2 separate regions of the Mus musculus genome follow, and region 2 is linked to region 1. Evidence: chromatin contacts called from public Hi-C data. All regions are on one chromosome and are shown on one strand. The core of a region is the stretch at or near the end of the contact, and the rest is flanking DNA. Distances in the headings are between cores, read along the strand shown. Region 1 overlaps Chd7 (chromodomain helicase DNA binding protein 7). Region 2 has its middle 17 kb from the start of Gm46842.

The links. A called contact is a pair of places that touch in the nucleus more often than the background predicts.
Region 2: a contact with region 1 is called in a Hi-C map of centrocytes, with 1.8 times the contacts expected there. The contact joins two enhancer-like sites. A contact is called at or near these places in 3 of 484 Hi-C or Micro-C datasets (CD4 T cells, centrocytes and nephron progenitors) and 6 of 115 datasets of contacts at active chromatin or transcription factors (the 230-238 cell line, CD8 T cells, the HPC-7 cell line and 2 more).

Annotation. Positions count from the first base shown.
Region 1 is chr4:8,773,759-8,776,983 of GRCm38.p6, reverse strand. All of the region lies in intron 2 of Chd7 (chromodomain helicase DNA binding protein 7), which reads right to left. Among named protein-coding and RNA genes, the nearest start is that of Gm46841, 58 kb to the right of the region's middle. Within about 2 kb of position 1,848, at least 88 of the 459 cell types and tissues checked have an H3K27ac peak or open chromatin away from gene starts, as enhancers often do. A contact at or near this core is called in the 230-238 cell line, CD8 T cells, centrocytes and 1 more, where this site is marked.
Region 2 is chr4:8,925,917-8,929,271 of GRCm38.p6, reverse strand. No RefSeq gene overlaps it. Among named protein-coding and RNA genes, the nearest start is that of Gm46842, 17 kb to the right of the region's middle. Within about 2 kb of position 1,536, at least 119 of the 459 cell types and tissues checked have an H3K27ac peak or open chromatin away from gene starts, as enhancers often do. A contact at or near this core is called in the 230-238 cell line, CD8 T cells, centrocytes and 1 more, where this site is marked.

The DNA of each region.
Region 1 (3,225 bases), core at 599-3,098:
AGCGAAGAAAGTAAGGTTCTATGAGAGAGAGAGAGAGAGAGAGAGAGAGAGAGAGAGAGGGGCTGAGATTGAGATTGAGATTCTAGTGAGGCTCGGCCCTGAGTACCACTGGAATGTCTTCTTAATTAAAGAACTCAGAACAAAATTTGTGATCTATGTCATGTTCTCATTTGCATAAAACCCAACTAACTTAGAACTCAGATGGCTGGCTGATTAGCTAACTGTGAGGGCAGAGGTACACATGTATCTTCAACAGGCACACATTTTACATCAATGATATCTATTTTTATGAGATAAAAGTACTAAAGCTTTAATGGTGGCAATTAAAAGAGCCCAGAGTTTGAGTAGCTGGATGGCTGAGTCACAGACCTTTTACCTATAATGGGTCCCATTATATCTCCGAGCTCAGTTTGAGGGAGTAAAAGAGGAACAGATTTTTAAATACAGTTATAAAACAGCAGTACCCTTTGAGTCAAGCTGCTAGAGTTTAAACAGCTGTGTAAGTCAGCGTGGTCTTAGGACCAGCATCCACTCAGCAACACCCTTGGCTTCACTGAGATACTGTCCACCTGAAAATATTTAGCACTGAGTAATCTATTTCTGTTACCTTCACTACTGTGTCGAAAATATAGTATTTCAGGTGACTTCCGATCAGATATTTTCACTTTGCCTAAAGTACCAACACCTGTATTCTAACATTCTCATTTAAAATATAATTTAAGAGAAAAAGGAAAAGAAGACTGATATTCCCATTCAGAGGGGTTTTAAGCAATATTTATGTATCGGTATTGCTACACAATCTTCTCAAGGTCGTTTGGCACTGTTGGGTTAGAGTTATCAAAATAAGCACCAGTAAGATGGGCTGTGAGGAGTACAGGTAATTTCAGAGGAAGTACTAGTGAAGTTTCTCAAACAAACAAAAACAAAATTAATCTGAAGATCTATGAAGACTAGATTAAAATATTCCAGAACTGGAAACCTAAGTGAAACCTTCCAGTAATATGTATTTTTTTCCACTACAAAAGCAAAGCTTGGATGAGAGGAGCCACGGGAAGAGATATCCAATTACAGTATATACTTCTATGAGAAGTCACACGTAACACTAGGCCGTGGACAGTGACGAACTCAAAGGTGCAGAAGGAAAACTCTGAGAGGCCCCCACCGGGCCTCCAGTCCTCCCACGATATGTATAAAATGGTGCCCATTATGCCCAGAATAGTAAGGCTTAGGTAGACAAAATCCACACAGGTTGTGAACTGAGAAGTCTTACACCCTAATGACTAATCCTCAGACAGGAGGAGAAGCAGAAGGCACTGAAGGCCCGAGGCTGCCCAGCCTCAACCCCAGCAGAAGACCAGATGCGGTCAGGAGACTGGAGGTGGAGAAGGTTCACTGGGAAAAGCTCTAGTGAGACCTTGGAGGCTGGACACTGGCCTTGGGACATTGTGACCAGGAAGCCTCCAGGCTCCCAAATTCTTCCCAGCACACACAGAAGAGCCAGGGGCATGCAGCAGAACCAGGAGTCAGGGGCCAGGGCACAGCAGCACTGATGAGCACCGGCAGGTGCCCAGAGCCTTGGAAGCCTTCAGCACAGCCAAGGCTATCCCTATTCTGGCCACTTTGACAGAGGACCCTTGCAGCAACTCTGTAAAGTAATGGTTTAGAAGTCTGCCTTGGGGAGTATCCACCAACCTCCTCCTTCGTGTGCCTCCTGTATGGCCAGTCCTCCCCATCTGCACAGCCTTCTGCCCCGTGTCGTGCGCTAACTATTTCAGGTATTTACTGAGCCTCTTGACACATCTTCCTCCCACTCTCACCCGCTTCTCTCTTCCCCTGTAGAGAAGAGTCCTTGAAAGAGCAACGACATTTGCTGTCTTCACTTCCTCTCCTCCAGTGCTCTTCAGTCTGCTCTAACCACATTAATATTCCACAGCGCCTCTCTCTCTCTCTCTCTCTCTTTCTCTCTCTCTCTCTCTTGCCAAGGTGACCCCACCCCCACTGGCTGGCTCCTCAGCTCACCTGACCTACCAGCAACAGCCCACACAGCTGCTCACTCTGGCTGCCTCTTTCAAGCCGGCCAGGATGGCCCTTTCCCCTCCTTCCTTACACTTTCTGCCTGGCTTATCTTCCCCACCTGTCACTTCTGCGGTGCGCCAGTCTCATCTCTACCATGTTTCCAAGTCCGCATACTACCTCTAGCCTGGTGCTTTGCAAAGTCCTGCCTCCAGCTCAGACCTCTACCCTAAGCTGTGGGCCCCTCTCTCCAACAGTCCTGCCCAATATCCACTCTGACATGGCCACAGTCATCTGAGAGAGGGGAGGAAAAACTTCCTGGTTCTCTATCCACCTCCAGGACCCAGAATTGTCATCTGGTTCTTATTGTAATATTTTCCCAACAGTTCTATAGATTTGAAATTTGTAAAACTCCAAGCGAGGGACTGCACTGATCCATTTTCTTAGCTGGATCCTCTCACCCGCATGGCTCCCCTCATTCATGCTGTCTAGAATTTGTCTCTTTACTCTCTTAGGTTCTGACAGCACTCATGAGTCCATTCACCACAGGACAGAGCCAGGTGCTCAGTTCCCAGGAAGACTCCAGGCTGCCTGGTGACATCCCAGGATCTGCACACTAAAGTCACCTCCCTCAGCTAAACTGACTTCCACACCTGGGTTTCCTGACCCAATCAGAAATCTGCCTCCCTCCCTCTACCTGGCTCTGTCCATTACCAGTTAACACTTGCCTCCCCCAAGTCCTCCAGGTAACATGTCTCTTCCATGTTTCTGCAGTCCAGGCCGGGACAGAACTGCTTCTCATTCATCTCATGGTTTTGAAGCCCCGGGAGTCTTTCTGAATGGCCACTATCAGTGTAAATGGACTACACTTCTGCACAGTCCACCTAGGGCTCCCTGCCAGCTACACAAGTCAGAATCCCCCAGCACCAAGGATTAGGGCCTTGCCTGTGCTACGTTCCAGCTGGCCACCAGCCCCTTCACCCATGCACCACCATGGCAGTCACACCAAGGCACTTTGCTCTTTCCCAATCTAGAGCTTGGACAGATGGAAGCAGTCTCCAAATCCTCTCCATAAATCCACACTTGCTCTGCAACACTCAGTTCACTCACTCCACTCTCTTCATGGGGCCTTCCCTGATCTGTACGGGCAGGGCCAAGGCCCTCCCAAAGCCAAGGACCTCTCAGCATACCATACTGCCTGACTACTGACAC
Region 2 (3,355 bases), core at 287-2,786, 150 kb before region 1:
AACGCGTGGCGACGGCCAATTCCTGCAGACCGGGCAGCACTTCCCGGGTGAGCTTTGTCAGGAGCTTTCTGGAGCAGCTGGGTGGAGGTGATCCAGTGGCGAGCCAGGAAAAGCCAGCCCACCCACACCTCCTGTTGAAGCCAGCAGCGCTGTAGGGGGCCATTTATGCTATTTTCTATAAAGAAGGGGTTACAGCATATTCGCCAGAATCAGGAAGAATCCCTGAGCCTTCTCTGTTCTTGTTTGCATGAGTGGGTGTTGTGGGTGGAGCTGTGAAGGGAGCCAGTGGGTGGCTGTTGCGGAGGTGGAGTCGGCACTACTGGTTTCAAGATTGATCAGAAAAACAAACAAAGGCAAGTATTCTCTGAGAAAAGTAAAAAAGTCCCAACTCGTGATCAGAGGCCATCTCATTTAATAACTACAGTCTCTTTTCCATATCTGTATAAGTCCAAGAAGCAGGCCAACCCCCAACCCCAAGGGCTTACACCTGCCCAGTAGAGCAAGTAGATTCTGGCTGGGTCTGGGCAGGTCTTGGCAGCTTGCGCCGGCCCCTGCCCTGGATCTGGGCTTCTTACTCCAACATGAGGAGACTATGATGAGTCTATACTAAAAGTAACATCTGTGCCTGTAATTTTTAATGATAAGGGTGATGGAACAACACGCAACAATAAAACTCATGAAACAGAAAGTGTTTTTCCTTTAGTCATTTTATGTCAGGAAATTACTCCACCACTACGTTACACCTTCCATGCCGAGAAACAAATGTAGTTACCTTAACTCCACAGCGCTGCATGCTTTAGTTTTATAGTTGGGTGTTCCTCATCTTGAAGAAGTAATCAGGATGAGACTAATTCTGGAAAGCCATCAAGTGGCCAGGCACATCATACACCTGCCACGTCGTTGATGGATGGTTAAGGCATAAGGGTCTCAAGTCAGAGGTCTGCTGTCCTTCCACATACACATTTCTATGTTAAAGCCCTAACTCCAATTATTCAAAAATGAGGGTGTATATGGAGGCAAGGCCTTTGAAAGAGGTGATGTTAATAGAGTCATTTTGGGTGGGCCATGATCTGCCATCTCTGGCAAGTTTATAAAGGAGCATGGGACAGACACAGAAGGAAAAGTCATGGAAAGACACAAGAAGACAGACATCTGCAACCATGAACACTCTGACCTTGGATTCCCAGCCTTTCAGAACTGTAGGATATAAACTTCAATGTGTCTCTGGCACTTGGTTATGACAACCCTATAAAGCCAGGACAGGGAGATAGGGTGGCTTTATTGGTAAACCTCACTAGACAACCACTGACCATGGAAGTGTAGTGTGTAACTCCACCTCTTGCATCTAGTAATACCCAGAAACACACACACACACACACACACAATGTTCATGATCACCATGTTTTAATGGGCATAAATGTATTAAACTGTAATGTGAATGTGTTTTGCAACCATTTTTTAAAGTCCTTTAACAGAACTAGGGTTTTGAAGAATAACCACATCCTCTCCCTCAGCACTGTCTCCCTTCCGGCCAGCCGGTCGCTTAAGATGTTGTGTGAGCATGCTGGGGACACGTGGCTGAGTGGAACTGCTGCCTCCCACCCACCCCTGGAGATCTTCCTGAAAAGAGAAGACGAGATGACAGCCTCTCCACTCTTCCAAAACGGAGTCAATTCTGCACCCTTCCTCCTCACCACAGCTGCTCCAGGGAAGCTGTAAGAGGAAGCCAGTCCCTGGGGATCAGACCTCTAATGGCCCCTTTCCAGGACAAGTAAGCCACTGTCACCCCTCCCCCCACCCCCATTCACCTGTGCTCCTGGGGAGGCCAGCTGCCCAGTGGCACTAGTGTTTGCTTTGGATTTAGAACAACAGCTTCCCCTGTCAGCCCTGGGGGAAGCGGCAGGTGTTCTTATATGTCAGTGGAGCCAGTCTTAAACAACAACAAAGAGAACGCAGAAAGCCAAGCAGTTGGACATTAGAGGAAAGGCTCACAAGGCCCCTCACCAAGAGATGAGAAAGTTTAAAAAAAAAATCCATTTTTCCTTATTCTCCTCAAAAGGAAGTAGAAACTCAAGGAGCATGGCCACTTGCAGACAAAACTGGGAGAAGGAGTCTCTGCCAACTGCAGCCCAGTACCAAGGACAGCTTGGAGGGCTGGGGAGTAACGATGATCAATCAGTAAGAACAAGGGCAGGCTCCATAGCGCCAACTGCCTGTTGAACGCATGGGATTCTGGCCTACTAAGGAGCATGGCACCTCACATGCTTGCTGTTCATTAAAGTCAGCAACTGTAATGAACACCAGCACTTTTTGCTGTGGTTAAAACCTAGTTTCAGCTTTTGCCTCGGTTTGTCCCCTTTCTCCTGGGGACTCTCATGACCACTGTCACCTCCTTTCATTAGAATTAGCACTTCCTGTGCGTTATTACTGAGATCAGCAGAACCCAGAGCTAGGAACAGTCACCTAGCCCCACCCACCGCGCTTCATCAGGCTTCCCCAGAGAGTAAAAAGCTAAGCTTCCCTCCCGCCTAGCCTCTACACTAGAGCTGAGGAAAGGAAGTGGGTGACTGGAGAACCAAACATCAAAGCCATCTGAGACTAGAGCGGTAGAGTAATTCAGAGATTGTAACAACTGCTGTTTTAGAAGGCAAGCATCTATCTTTGGGTACACCTTTCCATGCAACTTCTCGCCTGGTCCATCAGGTTCTATCACTGATGCCTTCACCCAAAAGATGTTCTCCCTGGCCTCCAGACTTTCCTCAGTGTAACTCCTGTAGTTAAGAAGCCTTTCTTGGTCGCAGAGTCTAAAAATAGCAGCGCAAATTCTGCAGTGCTTTGGTTTTCACTTGGGCACTTTACACTTTACACAGGTCCCTTACTGCCTTGCAAACTAGACTATGTCATCTTCACGGCTACATTTTCTCCATCAGTATCCTCAGAAACCCCTGAGGACCTCAGCATCTTGTGATGCCCATGCCTATTGTATAAACTGATGTAGTATTTGCACATAGCCTGCATGTGACACATCCTCTCCTATGCTTTAAACTACAGCATCTTGAACTGTGGACTTTGGCCTTTACAGTGTCACTGGCTTAGTTAGATTTTCTTTCGCTGCAACAAAACACCATGACCAAAGAGCAAGTTGGGGAAGAAAGGGTTTATTCAGCTTACACTTCTACACTGCTGTTCATCACCAAAGGAAGTCAGGACTGGAACTCAAACATGGCAGGATTCTGGAGGCAGGAGCTGATGCAGAGGCCATGGAGGGCTGCTGCTGCTTACTGGCTAACTTCTCCTGGCTTGCTCAGCCTGCTTTCTCATAGAACCCAAGACCCCCAACCCAGGGACAGCACCA